Linked DNA regions of Mus musculus: all the other regions are linked to region 3. Evidence: chromatin contacts called from public HiChIP or PLAC-seq and promoter capture Hi-C data. All regions are on one chromosome and are shown on one strand. The core of a region is the stretch at or near the end of the contact, and the rest is flanking DNA. Distances in the headings are between cores, read along the strand shown.

The links. Promoter capture Hi-C pulls out the DNA fragments that hold promoters and counts their contacts. HiChIP or PLAC-seq counts read pairs in DNA pulled down with a chosen protein or histone mark.
Region 1: a contact with region 3 is called in an H3K27ac HiChIP or PLAC-seq map of microglia, with 4 times the contacts expected there. The contact joins the enhancer-like site here to the promoter of Adm in region 3. A contact is called at or near these places in 18 of 39 promoter capture datasets (the 3T3-L1 cell line, 3T3-L1-derived adipocytes, the C10 cell line and 12 more), 1 of 484 Hi-C or Micro-C datasets (B cells), 21 of 115 datasets of contacts at active chromatin or transcription factors (DN3 thymocytes, the NIH/3T3 cell line, T-cell acute lymphoblastic leukemia and 14 more) and 2 of 9 other capture datasets (adipose tissue and embryonic stem cells).
Region 2: a promoter capture Hi-C map of pre-B cells shows a contact between it and region 3, with 4 times the contacts expected there. The contact joins the enhancer-like site here to the promoter of Adm in region 3. A contact is called at or near these places in 20 of 39 promoter capture datasets (the 3T3-L1 cell line, 3T3-L1-derived adipocytes, the C10 cell line and 13 more), 1 of 15 datasets of contacts at CTCF or cohesin (large pre-B cells), 4 of 484 Hi-C or Micro-C datasets (bone marrow-derived macrophages, cochlea, embryonic stem cells and 1 more), 18 of 115 datasets of contacts at active chromatin or transcription factors (bone marrow-derived macrophages, craniofacial prominence, embryonic basal ganglia and 10 more) and 3 of 9 other capture datasets (embryonic stem cells, liver and macrophages).
Region 4: a promoter capture Hi-C map of stem cell-derived epiblast-like cells shows a contact between it and region 3, with 2.5 times the contacts expected there. The contact joins the promoter of Mrvi1 here to the promoter of Adm in region 3. A contact is called at or near these places in 10 of 39 promoter capture datasets (the 3T3-L1 cell line, 3T3-L1-derived adipocytes, the C10 cell line and 5 more) and 1 of 115 datasets of contacts at active chromatin or transcription factors (bone marrow-derived macrophages).

The regions. Positions count from the first base shown.
Region 1 is chr7:110,240,400-110,243,547 of GRCm38.p6, reverse strand. It overlaps Swap70 (SWA-70 protein), which reads right to left. Exons shown (of 12, transcript NM_009302.3): 2 at 24-164. Among named protein-coding and RNA genes, the nearest start is that of Swap70, 20 kb to the right of the region's middle. Within about 2 kb of position 1,382, at least 28 of the 459 cell types and tissues checked have an H3K27ac peak or open chromatin away from gene starts, as enhancers often do. A contact at or near this core is called in B cells, microglia and pre-B cells, where this site is marked.
Region 2 is chr7:110,179,907-110,183,069 of GRCm38.p6, reverse strand. No RefSeq gene overlaps it. Among named protein-coding and RNA genes, the nearest start is that of Swap70, 40 kb to the left of the region's middle. Within about 2 kb of position 1,304, at least 39 of the 459 cell types and tissues checked have an H3K27ac peak or open chromatin away from gene starts, as enhancers often do. A contact at or near this core is called in embryonic stem cells, pre-B cells and trophoblast stem cells, where this site is marked.
Region 3 is chr7:110,626,134-110,629,352 of GRCm38.p6, reverse strand. Adm (adrenomedullin) reads right to left here and starts at 1,696. Exons shown (of 4, transcript NM_009627.2): 1 at 1,532-1,696; 2 at 977-1,096; 3 at 679-828; 4 at 1-491. The coding sequence starts at 1,074. The coding sequence ends at 185. It overlaps Gm28863 (a long non-coding RNA gene), which reads left to right. Exons shown (of 3, transcript XR_003946665.1): 2 at 938-2,618; 3 at 2,855-3,219.
Region 4 is chr7:110,980,560-110,984,122 of GRCm38.p6, reverse strand. Mrvi1 (MRV integration site 1) reads left to right here and starts at 1,662. Exons shown (of 21, transcript NM_194464.3): 1 at 1,662-2,110.

The DNA of each region.
Region 1 (3,148 bases), core at 133-2,632, 390 kb after region 3:
GGGTAAAAGGGTTAGCAGCATACCTTTTCCAAAATGAACTTGTTTAAATATGGCATGTAGCCCTGATTGGAGACAGGCCCCTCATCGTCATCCCTAAAGTGCTCCTCAAGGGCAACCGGGTCATGTGGAACCTTCAGCACCGTGCACAGGTTATGGGAAAGGACCTAAGAGGAGGGAAAAACAACACTGTAAAGACACCCGCTTACCACCACGTAACACCTTACCCACGTGAACAACAAGCTGCCCCTGCTCTAAGTAAAAAATGAGAAGAATCTACCAAACATGGGGTATGGCTCAAGTCTTTTCATTCCTTTTTCCAAGATCTGTTTCACCTGCTCACCATGAGTCAGACCCCATGAAGGTCTGAGAACAAATACTTCTTGACGGTTCTTATTAAGTAGTCCACATTATGGAGGAAAGGGGAGCAGGCACAATAGAATGCATTTAAAATTAAACTCTTCCCCTCGTCAACCTGCTTGGCCATGAGAATTTGTTTACAGAAACTAACAAATGCTGTAAAGCGTTTTGGAGAAGGTATCTGACCTAGACAAGACACAGCTGCCCTGGACTCAACATTTCCCATGTATTAGAAAGAACCATATTAACATAGCCTTTGGGAAGCTCCAGCAGAAGACTGTGAGTCTGGAGTCAAACGGGGCAACGAGTTTCAGGCCAGACTGGCATATCCCTAGTCTCAAAACCAAAAAGGATAAATATTCACAGACACAGAAGAAAAAGACGGCTAGCTAGAGATGCACCTCAGTGGCAGAGTGCCTGCCTCGTGTGCGGAGGCCCTGGGCTACATCCTCAGCAAAAGGGGTCGGGGGACCAGAGCGGAAGGGAGGAGACCTGTTATGCCAGAGCACACACACAGGACTACTGCTGTGGCACAGTAACCTAAGTGCACACTTAAGCACTCATGAGAGACTCAGCAAACTCACCTGTCTCAAGCTTTAAGTTACATGGAAACTAGAGCAACTTCCATTTCGTTTGAATACTGAACAGATCAAGTAAGGTTAAGGCTGTGCTAACTAACTACTCTTTGCCACATTCGCTGGACATAGCTGCGAACTCTAGTCCTTTAGTCCCAGAGGCAGGTGGATCTGAGTTCAAGGTCAGCCAGGGCTATACAGAGAAACCCTGGTGGGGACGGAGGGCGCCACATTCATCTACATAAGCACCTTCAATTTCATTAAGGAAGTCAACTTCTGCATACACCTATTTCAGTTAGGTCTTTTTAAGATTAAAAGTTTTAATCTATAAAAAGAACATTTGCATATCTCCTTTCTATACTGGTTTTGTTTCTCAAAGCTTCATCTGTGTGGAGATCCTTTGTGCACGCTCTATCAATTTTAAGGAAGTCAATTACTAATCGTCGCGGGTGCAGCAGTGCAGACGTTTACCAGCCCTACCAAGCAGGCTGAGCGGCTGTGTTCCTCAGACCCTGTATTATTATACACCAGTGGAGCCTCTGAGAGGAACACAGTAGAGATGTCATGAAGCCTTGCACACCACAGTCAGCAAAATCCTAAATATATTATTTCTTCTATCTATCCCAAAGAGATTTGTAAGGATTGATTTCAAGACCATAAAATGCTTAAAATGACAAAGAAAAATTCCTATATCAGGTTCAAAGACCATCCAAACATAAAAATCACTCGGGACTTTACCAAGTAAAAATCCCCAACCAGTGGTTAAATTATGGTATGTCTATAAAATGTCAAAATCATGATGAAGCTCACTGTGTACTGACAAGAAAATAACTCCACGATAAACTACGTTTTTTTAAGGGTATATAATATTCAAGTGTCACAAGATAAATGAAAAGAGAGAAAAAAATAAGGAATTCCAAAGGAATACACAGGAAACTATTAACAGTGAGGGAAAGGACTAGGTTGGTGGAAGGCCAGGGATAGAAAACAGGACTCATAGCAGCTCCTTAAAAAAAAAAAAAAAAAAAAAAAAAAAAGTTCTTTGCTTTTGTTGTCTAGGTTATTGTCTCCTGTTCTTGGATTTGAAGCCAGGGCTTGACACATGGCTAAGCAAGCACTCTACCTCTGAACTACACCCTACTCTGCACCTCTCATTTTGCTTAAGAAGAAAAGAAAAGAAAAGAAAAGAAAAGAAAAGAAAAGAAAAGAAAAGAAAAGAAAAGAAAAGAAAAGAAGAGAAAAGGAAAGAAAGGAAAGGAAAAAGGAAAAAGGAAAAGGAAAGAAAAGAAAAAAGAAAAAGAAAAAGAAAAAGAAAAAGAAAAAGAAAAAGAAAAAGAAAAAGAAAAAGAAAAAGAAAAGGAAAAGGAAAAGGAAAAGGAAAAGGAAAAAGGAAAGAAAAAAGGTCATGGCCTGCGAGATGGCTCAGAGAGCTTGCTGTTCACACATGAGCAAATCCTAACACCCAGGATCTAAGGCAACTGTGGGCACATGAGCTTGTAATACCTGCCCCGTGGACAGCAGGGACGGCAGCGGCTTGTAATCCCAGTGCTCTGGAGGAAGGTTAGGAGGGGAGCGTCAGGATAGACTAGCTGGAATTGGTTCTGGATTCAGAGTACAGAGCAGTTAAGGAAGATACCTAGCATTAATTCTGAGCCACCAAAACATATGCAGCCATGTGTACACAAACCACACACACACACACACCTTAGGATACGTGGGTGGGGGATCTGGGATACAGCTCAGTTGGCGGAATACTTTGCTGACATGCACAAGGCCCTCTGTTTGATGCCCATCATGGCATACACTATGCACAGTGGCACATGCTTATAATCCCAGCACTTAGATGTGGAGACAGGACAATCAGTTCACGTCATCCACAGCCAACTTCTGAGTTCAAAGCCAGCCTGGGATATCTGAGACTTGAGACCCCCACCTTCTCAAAAAAAAAAGGATAAATAAAGGTGACAAGGTAAATAGAAAACATAAAATACGATGTGAAAATAGCTGATTAAAGCAAAGCTCTGCACTTGGAGAAGCAGCTCAGAAGTTAAGAGTACTCACTGCTCTTGCAGACCTGGGTTAGATTCCCAACACCCACTCGGTGGTTCACAATCATCTCTAACTCCAGTTCCAAGGGATCTGATGCCCTCTCTGGCCTCCTTTGGCACCAAGCACACATATGCTACACAGACGTGTATGTAGGTAAGTCATTCACA
Region 2 (3,163 bases), core at 55-2,554, 450 kb after region 3:
ACAACCCAAATTTAATCCCTAGTACCCACCTTCACATACAAGCCTTGAAGAATGAATACACATGCATAGGGCGCGTGGACACACACATACACACACATACTCGAGAATTGATTAATTAAATTAATAAAATTTATTTTTATATTTGGTTGGTTGGTAGCTTTTTAAAGGCAGGGTTTCTCTGTGTAGCCCTGGCTGTCCTGGAACTCACTTTGTAGATCAGACTGGCCACTTACTCACAGAGGATCCACATGCCTCTACCTCTTGTGTGCTGGAATTAAAGGTGTGCTCTACCACTGGCAACATTTTTTTAGGTATACTTATTCAGTTTTGTATGTGTGAGTGTTCTGCCCACATGTATGGCTATGCACCATGTGTCCCTGGTGCCTGCAGCAATCAGAGGAGGACATAGGATCTCTGGAACTGGAGTCACAGAGGGTTGAGAGCCACCATATCCATCCTGGGTCGTCTACAAGAGCAGAATGCACTCCTAACTGCTGAGCCCTCTCTCCAGCACCTTAATTTAAAGTTTTAACTCAGCTGGCTCAGTGGCACAACAACCCTTACTCAGCTTTTCAAGGCTGGAGTTCAATCCTCAGCACCACAAAAGCAAATTAAAATGTGTGGCTCCCAAGTTCCAGCAAAAGGAAGGAGGTACAGACCCACAGCAGCGCAGCGTCTGAGGCAAGCCTTCCACATTCCTCACAACGTATACTTTCCCTTTGGAAAGAGACTAAGGCAACTGGGGACTCAGGTGAGTTAAGAAGCAGAAGACAGAACGGTGGGGCAAATTCAGATAAGAGAAACCACATAAGAGAAACAGTCAGTCAGTAAAAGCGTGGAGAAGTGTGAAGAGCCAGGTATTGTGGGGGATTGTGGGGGTGAATTTAGAAGAAACGGTAAAAAGAGCAATATTTGGGAGAAAAAAAGCATTTTCCCCTCCTAGCCTTAAAGAACCATAGAGACCTTTTTATCCTCAGGCTAGTGGGATTCCTCCTGCTCTACAGAGCTAGGGGGCTCCAGCTATTTTAGTTCGTAAACATAATAGGCTCATGCCTGTCATAGCACGTGTGGGTAGAGACAGGAAGATTTGGAGGTCAATCTCAGCCTTGGTGATGTAGAGTTCTAGGCCAGTGTGGATTGCGAGAAACGTTCTCAAAACAAACAAACAACAAAACCAAACAGACAAATAACAACAACTAACCTCTGCTCAGAATCTTCCCGTTCTTTTCACCCCAGGCTGAAGCCAGAGCTGGCCCTCACTTTCCCTGGTTTACCGCCTAGCCCTTTCCCCTCCCCCTCTAGCTCCAGGCCGACTGGCCTTACTGAACTCCTTTCCCAGATCTCCCCGTATGAAAACCAGACAGGTTTGCTTTACCCTTGAAGTTTTTGTCTGGAAGTTCTTCCCCAGGTGTCCACACGACCATCTTACCCCTCCCTTCTCCGCTCAAGGGCATCTGTTGGTGCGCATGCTCAGACCTCACCCTCACTATCTAGCTCTCTCTGCTGTTGTCAGCATGAACCTCAATTCCCCACGTACATCATATTTTAATTATTAGGGGTGGGGGTTCTTTATTTCGTTTTGGACTTAGGTCTCAGGTAGCCAAGGCTAGCCTTGAAGTCCTGCCTCCATCTCTGAGTCACTACACCTGACTCTTCCTTATGCATTCCACTAACTGCTGCATAGCTCTTGTCACTAGCTGTTCTTGTCATATTTAAAACTGGGGTGGAGGGGGGCCGTGGTGGTGTGGTACCTTGTAGTTCCGGTGGATGTTCAAGGTCATAGGGAGCTCAAGGTTAGATCTGGATGTATTAAACTATGTTTAAAAACAAAAAATGCCAGGCAGTGTTGGCATACTCCTTTAAGCTAGGGACTAGGGAGGCAGAGGGTGGTGCATCTCTAAGTTTGAGGCCAGCCTGTTCTACAGAGTGAGTTCCAGGACAGCCAGGGCTACACAGAAGGAAAAAAAAAAAAAAAAAAGTAGGGAGGCCAGAGAGATGGCTCAGCAGTTAAGAGTACTGGCTGCTTGTCAGAGAACTGGGGGTCAGTTCCCTACACCCACACCAAGGCCCTCTGCCCTCTTCTGCCCTCCAAGGCACTACAAGCTTGTGGTACACTTAATACACACAAGCAAAACACTCAAACACATAAAAAATAAAAATAAAAAATAAGAGGAAGGGGTGTGGAGCTAAGAAGAAGGCCTAGCTGTTAGGAGCACTTGTGCTCCCAGGGGACCTGCATCAGTTCCCAGCATGCACACATCAGGTGACTCATGAGTGCCTGGAACTCCAGCTCCAGGAAGTCTGACCCACTCTTGTGCACAGACATGCATGAAGCTAAAAATAAAACTTAAAAAAAGAAAGGAAGAAAGAAAGAAAGAGAGAGAGAGAGAGAGAAAGGAAGGAAGGAAGGAAGGAAGGAAGAAGAAAAAGGAAGGAAGAAAGAAAGAAAGAAAGAAAGAAAGAAAGAAAGAAAGACAAGACAAGAGGTTTGTTTTGTTTGTTTGATTTTGGTTTTTTGAGACATGATTTCTCTGTGTAGCCCTGGCTGTCCTGGCACTCACGAGACCAGGCTGGCCTCGAACTCAGAAATCTGCCTATCTCTGCCTCCCAAGTGCTGGGATTAAAAGCATGTGCCACCACTGCCCGGTGTTTTGTTTTGTTTTGTTTTGTTTTGTTTTGTTTTGTTTTGTTTTAAACAATAAGAGTTTTTGTCCACAAACTTCTTTTAAGGAGAGACCAAAGGACACTATTTAGTCTGACTCCCAACTCTAGCCCTCCTGCCTCTGTCTCCTCATCATTAAGGGATAGGCACTTACTACTAGATCCTAAGGCAATGGTTCTCAACCTTCCTACTGCTTTGACCCTTTAACACGATTCCTCATGTCATGGTGACCCCCCCAACCATAAATTATTTCCTGTTGCTACTTCATAACTGTAATTTTGCTACTGTTATGAACTGTGATATAAATATTTGTGGTTTTCGATGGTTCTAGGCGACCCTAAAGGGGTAGAGAACCACTGCCCTAGGGGCTTGTTTTATATACCAACTTGTCGTGAGAGTCACTCAGCAGCCCAGGCTAGCCTTGAACTTCCAACCCTCGATTTGCAGGGGCATGCCTTTGTTGGTGTTTGACACAGTGTCTTAGTCTACCTAGGCTGACCT
Region 3 (3,219 bases), core at 447-2,946:
AGTATCAGCCTGTAAGTCTCGGTTTCTGGCATGAGCCTGGCTTGGTCTTGGGTTCCTCTGCCTCCCCTAGGGGCAGCCAGGCAGATCTCTGCAGGATTGTCTCAGTCCGCCCCGGTGCGAAGTTCTCTGATTCCGCAGGCGCCAACGGGATACTCGCCCGACTGTTCAATGCTGTCACCCGCACCTATATCCTAAAGAGTCTGGAGATGTGCGCCCAGGGGCCTGGGGCTGTGTGTGTCTGCTCCTGGGAGGACTCCACAGTCCGGGACCGGAGGACCTCCAGCAGGGAACGCCGGCGCCGGCGGCCATAGCCTTGAGGGCTGATCTTGTTTCTGGGAGCCATGCCGTCCTTGTCTTTGTCTGTTAGCTGGTAGATCTGGTGGGCCAATTTCTGAAATGTGCAGGTCCCGAAGCGGCATCCATTGCTGCGGGAACCCTGGTTCATGCTCTGGCGGTAGCGTTTGACACGAATGTGGGCTTCGCTCTGATTGCTGTGAAGAAGGAAGGACACCTCATCAACCGGGGCTTTGGTCCCAACCACCTGGGACCGGAGCCATGCAGTACCCGAGGGACCTGGAACCCGTTCCCTCCGCCGGAGCCTCAGCTGCAGTGCAGCCAGGACAATCCCCAGGGTCAGAGTAGTGGAGAGGGCACATCCTCTGCAGAGAGCATAGTTACCTGGCTTGTAGGGGGCCAGTTGTGTTCTGCTCGTCCAGGAATGGATCAAGAGTCTGGGTAGGAACTGTCGTCTCATCAGCGAGTCCCGTAGGGTAGCTGCTGGATGCTTGTAGTTCCCTCTTCCCACGACTTAGCGCCCACTTATTCCACCTAGAAAACACAAGCAGATGCGTTTGGCCTAAGTTCAAGTGATGTCCCAGCCAGCTCCACTCCCTTTGTAACACCTCCAGACCATCTCTCAGTTTTCTCTCATTGCCAGGTATTCAAAGTGAAGAAAGAAAGCACGGCCCAAACTCACTTCTTTCGGAACTGCGAAGGAGTATCTGGCCCTGCAGTGTCCGCGCCTAGGAAAGCGAGTGAACCCAATAACATCAGGGTGATGGAAACCAGCTTCATTCTGTGGCGATGCTCTGATACCCTGGAAAGGAACAAGACACCGAGTGTGAGCAACCGGGCCAGCAGCACGATCCCGTCAGCACGCGAAGGGTGGCGGCAGGACGGGGAGCCGCTTGGCAGCGCTCTTCCTGGCTCAGCTGCTTATCTCCCCCACTGGCGCAGAGAAACACCGGAGATTTTTGCGCTGGCCGGGTGGGTGACAAGCAAGGCAAAGGAAGCCATTGAGAAGTGCCAGGCTTCCAGAGGTTTCCAACTAAAGTCCCAGGATCTCAGCCCAAGGAGGAGGGGGGATCTCAAGAGAGCTCCAGCTGTGCGCATGAGCTAGACCTGGGCAATGAGGTGTTCTCTACATTGGATACCCTAAAGTGGGTTGTTCCCCCTTGTCCAGCTCTGCAAGTTTTGGGGCTTTGGCAAAGCCGTCCCCCTCCCTAACATGCTGGAGGCCAGCGGTTCCTACCTGATAAAGGGGTGCGTTGTCAAGCACTTGAAGCAGAAAGAAGTCCTTCTGACAGTAGCAAAACCCCAAAGTCCAAGATTGACTGCGATGAGAAGCCGAGAAACCAGGAGCGGGAGCGGTAACGCTGGAGTTGCTCTGTCTAGTGTCACCAAGAAACCACTGACTAGTGAGCACCAGCTCCAGCGTCTTATAAGCGCTCAGGGGCGGACGGTGGGCGTGGTCAGATTTGCCCTGGAGTCCTCCCTCTCCAGCGTGCTTGCTTCTAAAACCAGACCTGCCCTGCAGCTTGCCTGTGGGTATGGGGGGTAGGGGTAAGAGGTCCCCTGTGGCTAGACATCTCAGAGATCCGCTCTGAGAGATTAGACTGGAGCAGGACTTCCCTTGCCCTAATTTCCCAGCATAGAGTTCAAACAGTGAGAAGGGAAGGGGAACCAGAACAACTCGGGTGGGGTGAATCCTTTGCCCATAATGTGTACAACCCAGAGTGCTGATCTGAGCTTCCTGGACAGTGCTGCAAGAACCGGGAGACGGGTGGGACACATGGATAACCAAAACCCCGGACTTGGGGAGCTGTGACCTCAAATGGACCGCGCCCCCTGCCGGCTTAGCACCTGACTGAGCCTCGACCCCCATCTGTGCCCGCAGGGTACACCTGGAAGGGAGAGGCTCAGTCTCCAGTGACTGGGACTGAGGGGTTTCTCGATAGACTAGCCAGTACGGATTTCGTAATAAGGGCAGAACTGGGAACAGCTGAATTGGAAATTGGGGTTTGGAGAGGGTAGTTATCTGAAAATTCAGAACTCACATTCCTATTTGGAAATACAGGAATAGCCAAAATTAGGAAGAGAGATAGTTTTGTTTTCTTCCTTGTGATACTATTATCCCTTATAAGGCTATGACCTGCGAGTTGACCTGACTGCCTTCATTCATCCATCATAAACGTGAGGATTGACTGACTGGGAGCACACTAATGCCTCACATATGTTAATCACTTTACAGTTGACAAATCCCAGCCAGATCCCAATCGCTTTTGATCTCTACACTCCCGAGCTGGTGTTCTCTTGAATTAAAGTGAAGTGCCGAAAGGGTAAGTCTATTGCCCAGTCACACTAAAGGTGGGAAGCTGTAGAGTCTGGACTCAAAAGACTGGGGCACAGCGGCTCGGTTTTCTGGCTGGGGTCACCATTCTCATCAGGTGGGGGGAGAATGCCGGCCCCCGCCTAGCCCAGAGATATGTGCTAATTCACGATGAATCAGTTCGAACACGTTTGCCACGGGCTGGTGCTCTTCACAGATCCGTGAGTTCACTTTCTTCCCTTCTAGGGCCAAACTGGGCGACAGGCGTAGCTCCGCATGCAGGTCTCCCGGAAGGTCCCGAAGCTAAAGACATGACCTACGACAGCTCCTAGCCCCCAGCCCTGGTGATGTGGACACAGACAACTCATGTCCTCTTCCTGGCGACCCCGGCAGATCTCCCAGTGTCCTACCTTATCTGCCTCTAAGTGTTAGACCAAGAGCAAAACCGACTAGGCATTCCTGTCCCGCGGACCTTGCTCACAGCGCAGACTATGCTAAGCACTGCTGGTTCAGCCCGTTTGTCACCCTCCAGACAACCATGGACATTGCACCTGGGGGAGAAATGGCCGCGCCGAGATTACTTATCCTCCTAAAACTGCAAAACGGAGTTC
Region 4 (3,563 bases), core at 413-2,912, 350 kb before region 3:
GTAATTTTGCTATGTTATAAATCGTAATGTAAATCTATGATATACAGGATGTCTGATATGCAAACCCAGTGGGGTCGTGACCCACAGATTGAGAACCACTGTCTGAACGGCTTTTCCCATCACTACAGCAAGAACTCCCGTCTCCTTTGTTATGGCTGCACCCATCTTCTTTTATGGCCCCCAAGTAGCGGACATTTATACCATTCCTAATCCCTTGCTTTTATAAACAATGCTGCAGCGGGTAATCATGCTCATCTGTCATTTCCCTAGTGTGGGAGTTGTTTATAAAATAAATTCCTAGAAGTAGAACTGGGTCAAAGGGCACAAGCCTTATAACCTTGTCAGCCCTGATGTGTCCTCTTATAGAGTCTGCTCCACTTTGCACAGTCACCAAGTGATGTTTTATAAAATGCTTGTAATTGAAGTGAATTTTAAAAAGTCACTTGGTGACTGCCTTGCGAGTCTGGTGAAAGCTTCAGGCCACCACCAGGAGAAACACAGCCAAGTGCTGGCTCAGAGACTCACCGAGGCCGTACAGGACCCCTTCGGTTAGAGCCATGGTGGAGAGGGTGGTAGGTGGTAAAGAGGAAGGAGTTGTAGATGGAACCACCTCAGCTCATGTCTAGGCCCTGGCACTCAGGCTGCAGAGCATCTGAAGAGCAGATCTATTTCTTTGAGCCTCGATTTCCTTTTCAAAAGAAAGATGTAATGATTCTGTTTGAGAAGACACTTGTGAGATAGACACTTGCTTCCAGGCAAAGTATCAAGTGCACTGTTAGGAATAGAGTGGGTGTTTACTAAGAGGCTTACACACATACAAAAGTGTGCATACACTCACAAGCACGCAAAGCCTTAGGTTCAGTTTTAGCCTCTGGCTCCCAGGAGTTCTTGTAATACCCTTTAGAGCTCTCACACAGGACCAACAAGTGAATCTGCTGTGGAGTTCTCAGGTTTAGCCAGTAAAAATGCCCAGTTTCATTTAACTTCAAATGAGCAACATACAATCTTGTGGTACAATTATGTATTTGGGGGCATCCTTATATGGAAATAATAGCATTTCGTTTGAGATTTAAATTTGAGTATCTGGTTATCTGGCCACCCCTCCCAAGGGCTTCTCTGTTGCTGTCTCTAACTGCAGAAGGGGCTGTGGGGCCCCCATGTGGCTGTGTTAGGGTTGACAGTCTGTGATCCCAGGCTTGGACTATATTGAGGATGAAGACCAAGCGTGGCAGAAGAAAGGCAGCTTTCCCCACCGGAGTTGAGGTAACTCAGGGTTGGAAACTCTTCCGTGCCTTTCTAGTACCTATGAGACCCTAACCCACAGTGTCCTGATTTTTCATTGTTGTCCCACTTCAGAGATGAATAGACTGAGATTTGCTATGTTAAGGCTACAGGATGGTTAAGTGGAGGAGCTGGGGCTGACCCCTGGGGCTGCTGCCAGGCCTGGACTTAGTTAATCCCCCTCACCATGCCCCTGTTCTCTCTAGCAATCCCGAGGGTTTAAGATGGGAGCAGCCTCCGCCTCCAAATCCCTGGGACAGGAAACATTCCCAGCTTCTGCTGGCGGTGAGCCAGGATCTTATCTAGGCTCACATGCTTGCTGGACACTCAGGGGTGGGAGGCTGGTCTGCAGATGTCCCCTTCATACCCCTCTGGCACAGACAGAGTCCAGCATCTTCAACTGCTCCCCGCCCCAAGGCACTGCCATCGGCTATGGGGGTGCCCCTTGCAAAAGCCTGGGGATAGGGGCTACTATTCAGGCCCAACCTTCCTTGAACCCTAGGCTGGCTGGAAGGCTTCTCCTGCTTTCAACCCAGAGCCAGGCTGCAGGGGGCCCTGGTGGAACACTGGTTCCCAGTCCCAGCCCCTCATCCAGCCCCTCTCTGAGGAGGAGGCAGGCAGCTGGGGCTCTGCAGCCAGAGCTTTTCAGCTTGGAGCTCTGGAGCCAGATGTAACATTGACCTTAAATGGTAAAAGCTCCCCAGAGTGAAGAGAGGCTGGCCGGGAGGAAAGGGGAATAACTCAGTTTTAGGTAAGTCATCGCTATTGCCTAGAATAACCTGCCTCTTCAGCCCAAGGGAAGCAGAGAGGCGTCTTCTCCTCCTTAAAGGTACAGGGCGCTGGGATGGGGGCACTTAACTTTAAGTTGCATGGGAGGTGGCCTGGTTGGGTGATATTTTAGCCGAGTCTTTTTATTGTTGCTGTCTTAAGTTTTAAATAAGAAGTGAAACTCACGATCCTCACTAAATCCTGCCCCTTCTACTTGCTGTTGGAAAGCACGCACAGTTTGGGGTAAAGATGTGACTGCTCACTAAGCCCCTTACTCCTGGCTCTCCTGCAGGATCCTTTGTGACAGTAGAGAAATGCCCGGTGCTGTGCAAAGCAGACAGGCTGGCCTTTCTTCCCTGGGGCTTCCCGTGTCTCTCCTTTGTTCCCTCTCAAGTCTTGCGTGTGAACCCGTTTGTCCAGCCATCTTCACCATTGACTCTGTCCATTTCTATGCTTTATCTTCCTGACCTGTGCTCTGGTCACATCTCTCTTTTTGTATCTGTCCCCTGTCCCACCACATCATGTCCCCTTTCACAGATCTCTCTCTCTCTCTGTATATATATGTGTGTGTGTGTGTGTGTGTGTGTGTGTGTGTGTGTGTGTGTGTGAGTGTGTGTGTGTGTGCCTACATCCTAGCTTGCACCTCTCCAGAGGTCCTAGAGTGAGTGGCACTCGGGCCGACTTTCTCAAAGAGAGGGTAGCAGAGCGAGGCTCAGGAAAAGCCCAGCTGCTGGGCTGCTTCCTGCACAGTAAACAGTTGTAAAAGCTGGAGAGGCCTCATAGTCTGCATAAACAGCAGCATGGCCCCAGGACCCCTGGCTGGCGCTCCTGCCTCCACAAGTGACAGCTGCTGCTCTTTAACACTCTTCAGACAGCTCTCGGGTGGCATAGAAAGCAAGGCAGCCCTGAACTTGGCTGAGCTGTATTTTGCCCGGAGAGGGAGAAAGCTGCTAGCGCTGCCAGGCTAGAGCAGGAGTGAGGCAGGCCTTGGGAGGAAGAGTCTCTCTCACAACAAGAGGTGATACACACTAGCGGGGCATGTGCAGTTCCTCATCATCTCAGCACCTTGCCTACGTCACACAAGAAGGGTCAGAGCTAGGATTTGAAAGCATGCCTACACCAGTCCCCACCTGACAACTGTGAGCACCTCCAATAGTGGCCTCTGATTTTCAGCTAAGTGATAATGCAGTTGTCTCTGTTATATTTGGTTCATAATTCAGCGGCATGTATGTGCATGTGTTGGAGATGACTGTCTGTGTTCAAGACCATGTCTTCTTCCATATGTGTGGTGGCATGTCATTTCCATGAACCCTATATGTCCCTCTCAGAAGGAAAACTGTGCCAATTGCCACAACGTGAACAAGACATTGTCCATAAATGTATTTGCTGAGCCACAGAGAAGTCCCACAACTGATGTGACCTCAGTTGGCCATCTCTAGAGGTTCCGCTCTTGACACCTCCCATCCCACACACACCCCTGCTCCATTCACCTCTGTTGGGTCCTGTTTCTGAGA